Linked DNA regions of Oryctolagus cuniculus: region 1 is linked to region 2. A link is a contact called in public Micro-C data. All regions are on one chromosome and are shown on one strand. The core of a region is the stretch at or near the end of the contact, and the rest is flanking DNA. Distances in the headings are between cores, read along the strand shown. Region 1 holds the start of TUBD1 (tubulin delta 1). Region 2 holds the start of VMP1 (vacuole membrane protein 1).

Evidence for each region. Hi-C and Micro-C count contacts between places; a contact is called where the count stands out from the background.
Region 1: a Micro-C map of ear pinna shows a contact between it and region 2, with 2.5 times the contacts expected there. The contact joins the promoter of TUBD1 here to the promoter of VMP1 in region 2. A contact is called at or near these places in 2 of 6 Hi-C or Micro-C datasets (ear pinna and embryonic fibroblasts).

Annotation. Positions count from the first base shown.
Region 1 is chr17:35,176,576-35,183,065 of mOryCun1.1, forward strand. It overlaps TUBD1 (tubulin delta 1), which reads right to left and starts at 3,325. Exons shown (of 8, transcript XM_051824738.2): 1 at 2,755-3,325; 2 at 2,070-2,285. The coding sequence starts at 2,241. It overlaps RPS6KB1 (ribosomal protein S6 kinase B1), which reads left to right and starts at 3,544. Exons shown (of 15, transcript NM_001101690.1): 1 at 3,544-3,711. The coding sequence starts at 3,571.
Region 2 is chr17:35,002,019-35,008,096 of mOryCun1.1, forward strand. It overlaps VMP1 (vacuole membrane protein 1), which reads left to right and starts at 3,272. Exons shown (of 12, transcript XM_002719255.5): 1 at 3,272-3,409. It overlaps PTRH2 (peptidyl-tRNA hydrolase 2), which reads right to left and starts at 3,351. Exons shown (of 3, transcript XM_070060996.1): 1 at 3,039-3,351; 2 at 648-702. The coding sequence starts at 3,174.

The DNA of each region.
Region 1 (6,490 bases), core at 2,075-4,574, 170 kb after region 2:
AAACATCCAGGGGGTTGGAAATTGCTTAGAAAGCTGGGGACAGCAGGAATATATACGCATACTCATAGAGCCCAGCACCCTGCTAGGCAGGTGAATCACTAAGGGCCAATATGATGACTTGGATCAGGTCTACAGACATCTGTTGAGTGCTTACAATGTGTCCTGTGCTGGGAATACAGCGATGAAGACAACATCTCCAGCCCTACATAACATATGCTATGATCCATACCAAAGGAGCAGCATACTCAGACAAAATGCTGTGTGCATAACGTGTGGCTCTAAATTGTTGGAACAGAGGATGAAAAAGAAATGATGGACGGGATGCAAAGCAGGCTGGACTCAGATCGTGGAAATTCTTGTAGACAACGAATTCAAGCTAAAAGGCTTGAATCTGATCTATTAGGCAATAAGCCACTGAAAATGTCCAAGTACAGGAAGAATAGTCAGATGTCTTTTTTAACACAGTGTAGAGGACGGATGTGACAGATCTAAGATTCCAGGCAGAAACAAACCAGAAAGTGTCTTGAAACAGTCCAGGCAAGAGAGGACAAGAGCAGAATGAAGACAGAAAGGGGAGAAGAGCTGCAGGAGATATATAGGAGGTACAATACGCAGATTGTTTTTTTCCTGGATTTTTTTTTTCAAGGTTTATTTTACTTATTTGAAAGGCAGAGTTACAGAGTGAAAGGGAGAGACAGAGAGAGCTCTTCCATCTGCTAGATCACTCCCTAAATGGTCACAATGAGTAGGGCAGGGATAGGCTGAAGCCAGGCGCCTGGAACTCCATCCAGGTCTCCCACGTGGGTGGCAGGGGCCCAAGCAGTTGAACCATCTTCTGCTGTTTTCCCAGGCACATTAGCAGGGAGCCTGATAGGAAGTGGAGCAGCTGGAACTGGAACTGTTGCTCATGTGGGATGCAGGCATCTCAGGAGGCAGCCTAACCCGCCGTTCCACAACGCCAGCCCTAGTAAACAGCTTCTGGTGTATGATGGTATATGAGCAGTAAAGAACACAAGTTTAAAGGAAGGATAGGCCGGCGCCGCGGCTCACTAGGCTAATCCTCCGCCTAGCGGCGCCGGCACACCGGGTTCTAGTCCCGGTCGGGGTGCCGGATTCTGTCCCGGTTGCCCCTCTTCCAGGCCAGCCCTCTGCTGTGGCCAGGGAGTGCAGTGGAGGATGGCCCAGGTGCTTGGGCCCTGCACCCCATGGGAGACCAGGAAAAGCACCTGGCTCCTGGCTCCTGCCATCGGATCAGCGCGGTGCGCCGGCCGCAGCGCGCCGGCCGCGGCGGCCATTGGAGGGTGAACCAACGGCAAAGGAAGACCTTTCTCTCTGTCTCTCTCTCTCACTGTCCACTCTGCCTGTCAAAAAAAAAATAATAAAATAAAATAAATAAAGGAAGGATAACAAATGCTTTGGTATGGAAATTCTGGGTTTGAGGCTCACACAGGAGAGGAAGGGGAGACATCCATTAATCAGTCTGCAGTTTAGGAGAGAGCTGGGTTAAGTCAATGGTGTAAAAGAAAAGACAGCAGATTAGGAGACTCCAATGTCTCCGAGAGCACTACACAAGAGAGGGCAAAGGAGAGCCCACAATGCAACCACTGGGGGAAAAAGTTAGGAAGTTAAAGAGAAGGAGTTTCAAGGAGAGGGTTTCATAATTAATGCTATCAAATCCAGCAGAGAAGGCAAGTGAGTTACAGGAAACAGCAGTTATGTCTGGGAATTAGGAACACACTGGGAACTCTTCTTAGACTATTCAGTGGTGTTATGGGTCAGATGCAGAATTGCAGTTGGTCCAGCAGGATTCTCCTTTGAGAACCTTGGATGAGAAGTTAAAGAGATAAGACAGAAGAAGAAATCTGTAGTTGAGAGATAAGTTTTGTTTGTGTGGCTTTAGATTGGTGAGATCTGTTGAGGAGGAAAATGCCACTGGATAGGCAAAGGTGGTTACCATAGAAACAAGTGCAAAGTCATCTCCCAGAGCAATGAGAAGAGAGGGGGTTCTGATACCTGCGTAGGGCCTGGTTATGTCAGGAGCAAAGGAGAGGACAGTGGACCACACATACCTCCATTCTCCTCCTCACTGAAGAACCTTTCTTTGCAAGATGCTTGATATGCCTCATTCTCTTTCTTAGAGCAAAAACCCTGGGAACAGTGCGAATCGCTGAACAGAGCATCAAACACTTCAAAACCAATCTGATTGCCACACTGGCCGAGTTGCACTGTCACTATTGACATGCTGAGCTGCAAACGAAGTCTGTTCCCTCAAAAGAATGAGCAACCTGTAATAGAAAAGATACAGGCTTTGAAAACCACCAAATTACTAATAGGAAAAAAATACAGTGCCGTATGTGCTAATTATACATCAATAAAAATAATTCCAAAATGCCATATATCATAGGTATATGGCACTGAAAACGAAAAATAATTATGCTGCCTAAGGGGCCAGTCATTCAAGGAAGTCTTACTCTTACCACTGCAGATAATTTGGAGGTTTGTAATATGTTTTTTCTTAATCCACTCACACCCAGATCAATAGTTCCCAAAATCCGATTTGGACTTAAAACTATTTTCCTAAGCATGAATTTAAAACAGAAACCAAAATGAATGCTTGTTGAAGGAATCAGCAGGACACACTCCGCACCACAGAAGCATCAGGAGGTAACCCAACAGTTAACGTGCATTTCCTCTCTTCTAAATAGCAAGCCACCTCTCTCCACCTTTCTGGCCTGTTAGCTCAGCCGGACTTACAGGGAAGATTGCAAGAAAGAGGGATCTTGGAGAACGAAGCGCAGATGACGGATTAGAACAGGTCTTCGTGGTGCTTAACAAAGAAAAGAGATGATTTTTGATAAAGCCCGCACCCACGTCGGGTCTAGGCAGCACCGGGTCACAGTGATAGCCAGACTCCAAACTTAGAATTTCAAACCCGCAGAGTAGGCACTGCCCTAATTTTACAGATAAGACGACTGAGGCTTCGAGAGCTCGTGAGCTCGTGAGACTTTCCCAAGGCCACTGATCTGGTAACCAGCAAAGCCAACGCGCTTTTTCCTCGCGGGTCCCAGGAACTCCTACTCACTGACAGCCCCGGGACCGCCGTTTCGGCGCCGTTCAAACTTCAGAGGCCCCGCCTCTTCGCTATGCGCATGCTCACTTTCAGCAAGGAAAAAAAAGCCACTAAGAACGAATGCGCATGTTCCACAAACGAAGAGTTTTGTGTATTTTTTCCCCTATTCATAGAAGGTAATTACGCATGTTCAATTTCAATTTATCAACTTCTGATAAGGTACGCATGCTCACTGTCCATCAAATGCTCTAGCCCACAGTGCGCAGGCGCCAGTCTCCAGCCACGGCTTCAACTGGTGTTTTGCGCAGGTCTCTGCCAGTACCGGGACCCTACCGATAGTTCTACGCATGTTCCCTGCCCAGTTTGACTTCACGGATCTCTGTACGCATGCGCCAGCGCTGAACTTGAGGAGCCAGTCTAGGGCCTAAGCGCAGACGCATTGAGCCTAAGCAGCCGGTGATGGCGGCAGCGGCGGCTGTGGCTGCGGCGGGTCCGGGCCCATGAGGCGACGACGGAGGCGGGACGGCTTTTACCCAGCGCCTGACTTCCGAGACAGGGAAGCTGAGGACATGGCTGGAGTGTTTGACATAGACCTGGACCAGCCAGAGGACGCGGGCTCTGAGGATGAGCTGGAGGAGGGGGTGAGGCCCGGGGTCCCGGGGGGCTCGAGGTGACAGGGCCGGGGCGGCGGCGCGCGCCCAGCAAGCCCAGAGTCCCCTAGAGCGCGGAGACCCTGGGGGGCGCGAGGAGCCTCCAGGTGGAGCTGAGGCGCTGCGCGGCCCCAGGCAGGGAGCGGGCGGGGCAGAGCCGGCCCTAGGTATGTGAGGCCTCTGCGGGGCTCGCAGGTGCAGGTCGCGCCCTGATTTCCCCGGGTCAGCGCAGCCCCGAGCAATCTGTTTGCAGAGGGAAGGAGAAAGGGCGCGTGGTCGATTCGCGGGGCTGTTGGAGTAGTGTGGCGAGGCGCGGGTGGTAGGAGCGTGTGCTGGGGGGAGGGGGGCTGCGCTGGCCGGGTGTCCCGTAAGTGCAGGTGAAGTGCGGAAGGGTTTCCCTGCAATGTAAGATTTCAAGTAGTCGATCTGCAGACCTCCCACAACCACCTCTCTTCTCGGCCTGTCGCTTCTCTCCTAGGAAGCGCTCAGCTGTTAGAAGTGACAGCTGAAAACTTCTGTCGGGAGTAGCACTGCCGCTGCTGTTACAGCCACCAGGAGTTTTATTTCGGGAGCAAGGGGGCTCTGCTGCATCTTCCAGGGTTTGTTTGTTTGCTTTTTTTTTTTTTTAAACCTCCTTCCGTGTGCCTTTTTTTTTAAAGCATTTATAGCGACACACGGCATTTGTACCTCATTTTCCCCCAAGTTGAAGATGTGTATATTTTTTCAGAATAATTTATGTAATTTTGGGGTGGAAAAAAACCAGTGTTGACAGCTGTGATTTGACTTGCCAAAAATAAATTGCTTGAACTGAGACTTGTGAATAGTGGTGTGAGGGCTTTCCTTGCTGTAATTTGGGGTGCTAAATTTAGAATTGTTCTTCCTAATGCACAGCTTGGTTCTACCTTTGCCATCTTCGTGCTGTGTAAATCATTATGGAATATCACTTATTTCAAGATAAATTTATTGAAAAATCACAAGTTGCACCGGAAGCTCAAAAATGCTGTTGTCATACTAAATCACTGATTATGGACAAATGATCATCAGTAATACCTTTATGGTAACTTAGACTGTAAATTTCATTGTCCATGGGAGGACAGGAATGAATGACTGATGTCAGATTCTTGCATAAGGGGCTTCCTTTCCCTTTCCTCACTCCCTAGTTTTCCTCCTCTGGCAAGTAAATTGTGCCCTACTGCTGGCAAAAGATTGAAATGGTATGTATACAGAACCTTGAACAGTTAAAGAAACTAAATGAGCTAAAATAATACTGTTCTTTCTTAATCAAATGAGTCTAAATCAAAATCACACGGTTTAGAAGGTGGGTATGGAGATATGTTTTCATGTGGAATTCCAATTAGCCTCTTAATCATCCGTCCTGATACACTAAATACAATTTGAAACAAATACAGAATTACTTTCATTATATACACCATATTCTAGCTGGTTATATTGGTTCCATATGGAAGGCTTTGGAACAGGGCAGCAGAGAAGACTGCACAGGAAGTTTGCTTTATGTCTTCATTTGTTGGACTAACAGAATTTCCAGACCATAGGTTATCTTTCTTTGGAAAGCACAGTCCTGTGTTAGGATTCCTGTTGTGAATGGGAATCTCATTGTTCTTTTCACTTTGTTGATGTGTTTCAGGAACAGTAGGTGTTCCAGTTCTGGCCTACTCCTGGGCTTTTGTTGTGCTGGATAAAGTAGGATCTTGAAAGGGTGTGGGGAAGGGATCAGAAAAGTTGGTGGAGTAGCAAAGAAATGTGTCTACTACCTCAGAGAGAGGAACTCTGGGGAAGGACCAGAGGTAATTAAAGGTGAGGAAGAGCCTTCAGTAAAATGTATCTTACTTAGCAGTAGTTTTGGAGTTGAAAATGTTTCTTTTGAATGTATTATTAGAAGAGATGGGCAAGGGAAAAGGGTTGGAGTGGGATTGGATTGACAGTCAAGGAGGCTCAAGCGACATCTGGATTACTCTGAAATAAAAATTCTTAATTCTGAAATAGAGAAGTTTGGATTCTTAGAAAATCTTTTGTTTTCTATTTGTGGCTGTATTATCTATTTATTTTTAAAGATTTATCTATTTCGTTTGAAAGGCAGAGTTACAGAGAGGTAGAGGCAGGGAGAGAGGCTGGTCTGACATCCACTGGTTCACTCCCCAGATGGTCCTAATGGATGGAACTGCGCTGATTCAAAGCCAGGAGCCAGGAGCTTCTTCCAGGTCTGACACATGGATGCAGGGGCCAAAGGACTAGGGCCACCTTCCACTGCTGTCCCAGGCCATAGCAGAGAGCTGGATCGGAAGTGGAGCAGCTGGGATTCAAACTGGCGCCCATATGGGATGCCAACACAGCAGGCGGTGGCTTTACCCCCTACACCACAGTGCTGACCCCGTGACCATATTATTTATTACACCAGTTTTTTTTTTTTTTAACCTTCGTGCATATCAGAGTAGCCTGATGTCTTCATGTTTTGAATAATTGAGAAGCAGAGACAGAGACAGAATCTCCCATCAGGTTTATTCCACAAATATCTGTGATAGTTGGGGCTGGGCCAGGCTGAAGCTGGGAGTTGGGAATTCAATCCAGGTCTCCCACATGGGAGGCAGCCATCTTCTGCTGCCTCCCAGGGTCTACATTAACTAGAACACTGGCATTGGGAGCAGAGCCAGCACTTGAACCTAGGCGCTACAATATGGATTGCAAGTGTCCCAAGAGGCATCTTAGCTGTTAGGCCAAATGCCTACCCCATGTCTTCATTTAATAGTTAGGA
Region 2 (6,078 bases), core at 2,022-4,521:
ATTTCTAGGTTGCAAAGTAAGCAAATACCTTTATACCAGATTCAGATAATATCTGGAACAGGAAACTGCTCCATTGAGAGGCCTTAGGTATCATAACTTAGCAAACCCTTTGCATCTGTGACAGTAGTCAAACCCTAACAAGTGAATGCTGCCAGGTTATGAAGGAGGGAATCTCATGCCTAGTAACAAAACCAACATATACAACTCTATCAGAACTGTAATCTTACACACAAAATACTTCCCCAAGGCTATCTGGTCAGCAATTGCCAGTTCAACCTTGGACAGGTATCACCCTTGTATTGATGCTTGTAACCAAGGATTAGAGTTTCAAACAATTTATATAATCCTCCTCCTCATTTTGCCTCTAAACACTTCCTTGCCTTAACCTCCCTGAACCCACACATAACTTTACTACAGCACACACATTCCCACTGTAATGTTTGTTATTGAATAAATTTAGTCATTTTTGGAGAATCTCTCCATTTTTATTTAGGATGACCCAAGTATTACCTCATTGATTGTTGCTATGAACATAAAAGGAGGATACTGCCTCACCGAACAGGTGAGAAAAATGAGGATCAAACAGAGCAGCTGGGTGCAGATGTTTAGTCTAGTAGTCAAGTCAGCCACATCTCATATCAAAGTACCTGGGTTTGATTCCTGGCTCTGGCTCCTGAGTCCAGTTTCCCACCAATGCAGACCCTGGGAAGCAGAAGAGAGAGTTCAAGTTATTGAATGCTTGCCACCCACAGGGGAGACGTAGATTACAATGCTGGTCCCCAACGGTAGCAGGCATTTGAGCAGTGAATTAGCAAATGGGAGCCTTATCTACTTCTCAAATAAATAAGTCCATGCATAGTTTTTTTCATAAATAAGTATTTCTCATGAGCTTTCTGAAGAACCCTCATATGCATGAATTTCAAAAAAATGCACCAAACACTTCACTTTTAATTTTCCACATTTTTACAGATACCCCATATATAATACAAGAGCTTACATATTTGGCCCCCTAGTCAGTCTATCTGTACTGTCCAATCCAACAGCCACAAACCACTTGTGGTTATATAAACAGTAATTAAAACAAAATAAAAATTCAGTTCTTCAGTTGTACTTAGCCACATTTCAAATTCTACCTCGTTCAACAACTGAAACATGGCTAGTGGCCTTCTATCAATGAGACACAAAACATTTTCAACAGAACAAAGTTCTAGTGGACAGCACAGGTCTCTATGCTCCCTTTCTTTTTCAAAAAATTGATTTATTTACTTTGAAAGTCAGTTACAGGGGCCGGCCCTGTGGCACAATGGGTGAAGCCGCTACCTGCAGTTCTGACATCCCATATGGGCGCCGGTTCGAGTCCCTGCTGCTCCACTTCCTATCCAGCTCTCTGCTATGGCCTGGGAAAGCAGTGGAAGATGGCCCAGATCCTTGGGCCCCTGCACCCACATGGGAGACCTGGAAGAAGCTTCTGGCTCCTGGCTTTGGATCAGCTCCAGCCACTGTGGCCAACTGGTGAGTGAACCAGCGGATAGAGGAACTCTCTTTCTCTCTGCCTCTCCTTCTCTCTCTCTGTAACTCTGACTTTCAAATAAATAAATGAATGAATCTTAAAAAAAAAAAAAAAAAAAAAAAAGTCAGTTAGAGAAAGAGAGAACTTCCATCTGCTGGTTCCCTCCCCAAATGGCTGCAACAGCCAGCACCGGGCCAGGTGGAAGCCAGGGATGTGCTGCCTTTCTAATCCAATCTCTATTCACCAAATAGAGCACAGAGGGGAAAACAAAAAACAAACAAACAAACAATGGAGCCACCATTCTAATGGGAGACAACAGTTTATCAGAACAAATCATCCTGTATGTAGGACCCTCTCCTTGGCTACACACCAGGCCTCCAGCTTCTGCTGGATTTCACCCCCTACAGGTCTACAGTGTTCTTTCTATTGCAAATTTTCTTATCTTTAAAGATTTACTTAATTTGAAAGAGTTACAGAGAAAGAGGGAGACAGACAGACACCTTTTAGCGGCTGGTTCACTGCCCAGATGGCCACAACAGGCAGCACTGGGCCAGGCAGAAGGCAGGAGCTTCAACCCAGTCTCCCCTGTGGGTGGCACTCTCCGAAACACCTGGGCCATCTTCCACTGCTTTCCCGGGCGCATTAGCAGGGAGCTGGATCAGAAGTGGAGCAGCCAGGAGTCCAGTGGGCACCTTTACCGGATGAAGGTGTGGCAGGCAGCGGCTTCACCCTCTGCCACTCACCAGGCTGCAACACTGGCCCCCTTTCTGCATTCTTAATTTCTGCGCATTTCCTGCTGCGTCCTACCACACATCCAGTCACCAAATCCTGGTGACTTTATGTCTGAAGCCTATCTCTTTTTACCAGCGCCCTCTTGCCAAAACTTTCCAAAATTAACTTATCTCTAACCTTCCCGCATTTGCTTTACTTTTGTCATACTTCATCCTGCCATTATAATTATCCTTGCAAAATAGAGTTTCCCTGCTCAAAAAAAAAATCACTGGCTAAACGCCAACAGAGTAAAACATATATTGCTGAGTATACAGTATCCTTTTTAATTTCCTCTCCTGCTGTATACCGTAACACCCAGCCAAACCAAGCTACCGAGTTCTTTCAAGCAGTAATCTCTCCCGGAAAATATTTTCTATTCTTTCTCGTTTACAGCGCGCGCGCGCGCACACACACACACACACACACACACACACTCCTATTCATCGTAAGGGCCCAGTGCAAATGAAAACTGTCCGAGCAGCCTCTACCATCCCCCGGAGTCGGATCGAAATTCTTTCCGCGGGAGAGTTCCTCCATCACTCACACCCGCTACAGGACAAGAGTCTGCGGTACAATGCCCAAGGATTAAACAGCTTTCCAGACGGGAACTCGGTGATACCGCGGAGAAAAATTCATTGCAGCCGTCGGCATCTTCCCACGGGGCAGCACGGTTGCAGGATGAGGTGGGAGGAAGCTCTCCAACGGGAGAGGGGATGGAGGACGGCAGCCTTCCTCGCCTCAGGAGGAACCGACCTACCTGGCGCACCTCTCCTCACTCGCGCCTTCCCGTTCTTGCCTTCTGGGCAGCTAACACGCTTCACTCGCGCGGGCTTCCACTTCCTGGGTTCCTGCACAACCAGTTCCGGATCAAGGACCGCGAAGCGAGCCGTCATTCTCCCTGTGGCCACGCCCACAGGACCTGAACTGACAGCCCAATGGAAATCCCGCGAGGATCAGCCGAGGCTGCCGAAAGGAGGGAGGAACGTTTTTCTTTTGGAGGCCGTCTCTGTAGCGGGGGACCGGACCGGAAGTGACGCGGACGAGTTCCGGTTGGCCGGAGCCCAGCGGCGGGTGTGAGAGTCGGTCAGGAGCCGCTTCCAGGATCCGGAGAAGCCGGGGTCGGGGCGGGTAGGTAAACGTACGCGGGGAACCGGGGACGGGAGCCTGAGACGGTGCTCAGAGCGTGGCCTCTTCCGGAACGCTGTCACTGGAGGCCGTGCAGATCTAGGGCACCTTGATTTCGACTTCCCAGCAGCGTGCTGACTCTGGCTGTCTCAGGCTGAATGTAGCCAGGTTATTTGGAACGCTCCTGGTTGGTCACCGAGACATTGAAGCCAGACACCAGACTGCCCACCTCTCTGCGCACTCGGAAGCCGTGTTCGGCTTCTGGGAAGAACCCCTTGCAGCGTCTGGTAGTAAATGGAGAAGGTCTTCCCTGCGGATGACCGAGCTGTTTCTCACCATCTGTCAGTTTGATTCTTGCCCTCCCCGGCCACTAGCGCGTGATGCTAAATGTCTCCGCTCCTAAACAAAATTCAGGCGTGCAAGGGCCATGTCAGGCGCTGGTGGTCCATGGTGGTCAGAGAAATAAATGGGCCTTCACTTCGGAGAACCTTTGCAGAGGAGCTTCTCGAATCTCCCAGTGCCAAACCCTATCCCTGACCTCTGCGTTTCATTACAGTGGAGGTATTTATGGTGAAAATGGAAGGTCGGCTTAATGTCAGCCTCTGGAATTCTAAGAAGCCCTATGTGGCCCAGTGTCACACTGCTAGGTTACTTAATGACAGTCATCTTTTATTTTCCTGCAACTCCGTGCAGAAATCCGATATTGTATAGACTGACACTGTTCACACTCGTCTGTCAGCATTGCTCCTCGTTCTAAACGTTCCCGGAGTCTTCCCGATCTCCTCTGGGACTTGTCAGGGGGTTTTGTTGAGATTGCATTGGTCATTTGGAGAAGCTTGTGTATGTGTTTCTAGTGCTGTAAGGACACAGAATGTACTATTCTCCGCTGCTGCTACCTATTAAGTGTGTTTTCATTAGGTCTGAAATTAGTGCTTAGCATAGACGATGATAGAGAGAAACTGTTCTCATCCTAGGCAGCGTTTGACGCACCCCAGATTGTGTTTTTCTTGACCTTTGGAAGGAGATGTTAGTGTCCAGATGAATGTGACCAGTTGATGTAGGTGTGAAATGACTCTAAATTAAAGTCTTAAATATTTTATTTCTTTGCCTACATTATTTTAAAGCACTTTTTTTCCTATTGAGAGATAACCTACTTGCATACAATTGATTAATAGTTTAATTCCTGTAACTCATGTTCCAGAAGGAAATATGAATATAACTAAGTTTCTAAAATACTTCAATAAGTGATTTGAAGCCTTTTGGCAGTTTACCTATAGCTAGTTTAATCATTTTATTTAATTTACATATTCTTATTTCTTAGTTAGAAAATTGTTTCACACTCATCTTTGAAATGAAATGACAAGTTTTTGAGATGTGGAATTAGAAATGACAAATGTATCATTAGTTTTACACCTGATAAATTTGTTTATTGTTGTATAACCACCACCAAATCTGATCTTACATTCTTTTTGTTCAATTCCATTATGATTCAGAGACTGATTTCTCAATTTTTCTCACTTTTCCAACTTCTTTCTGCCTTTGTCTTGAATCGCTGATTTTTTTTAAAGATTTATTTATTTATTTGAAAGGCAGAATTAGAGAGAGAGAGAGAAATCTTCCATTTGCTGGTTCACTCCCCAAATGGCCGCAACGGCTGGGGCTGGGCCTATCCGAAGCCAGGAGCCAAGAGCTTCTTCCGGGTCTCCCATGTGGGTGCAGGGGCCCAAGGATTTGGGCCATCTTCCGCTGCCTTCCCGGGTGCATTAGCAGAGAGCTGGGTCGGAAGTGGAGCAGCAGGGACTCAAACCTGCAAGACCTAAATTGGAGTCTGGGCGCCAGTACTTACTGAGTAAAGGCTGGCAGGTGACTAAACATTCCGAACTCATCTGGGTTGTGTTGATAAAAGTATTCCTTGCTTTATTTCATAGGACTGTCACACTAGATTGAGATAGTAAATTAGAAATCACTATATAAATGAAAGTATGATGATACTGTCATTTTACTATGAGAGCTAGTGATGTGTCAGGGCAGAATGCTGTTACTTTGAATCATTTCAAAATTTGATGTTTTATATTGTGTGCTTTTTTAATCTGAAAATATTATTAGACTTTACTGTAATGATCTTTGCCCTGCTTTTTAACATAGTGAAGCTAGCCAAGGATAGTTTGATACTGTGATCCACTGAATTAGTCACTGTGGTTAATAAGTAGGTAACTGGAAAATGAGTACAGTTTTGCATTTGTAAGTTTAAATGATTTTTTTTTTGTTATGATATATCGTTAGTGAGAATTTCCAAGCGCAGAAAATCTGAAAGTTTTGGCACTTACATATTATAGTTAACTAAGATTTCTTAGAAGTAGCCCTGTCTTACTTATATTAAATAAGAAACCTTATTTTACTGAAACCGATATTTAGAATTAGAAGGAACTATAGAGTGTTCTTATTTAATAGGGGAGAAAACTAGGACTCAGAGACAATCAGTAAGTGGCTTGCCTGAAGTCATCTGGCTTAAGAACTGCCAGAACCTGAACTGGAACGAAATTTACAAATGTTATTTCTGTTCAGCTAAGACTGTCCCTAGGTGTCTTGATAATGGTTTGGTAGTGTTTCCTGGTTTGCATAAAAATGTTTTGCTTTATGTGCTAAAGGAATACACACACACACTTGCACAC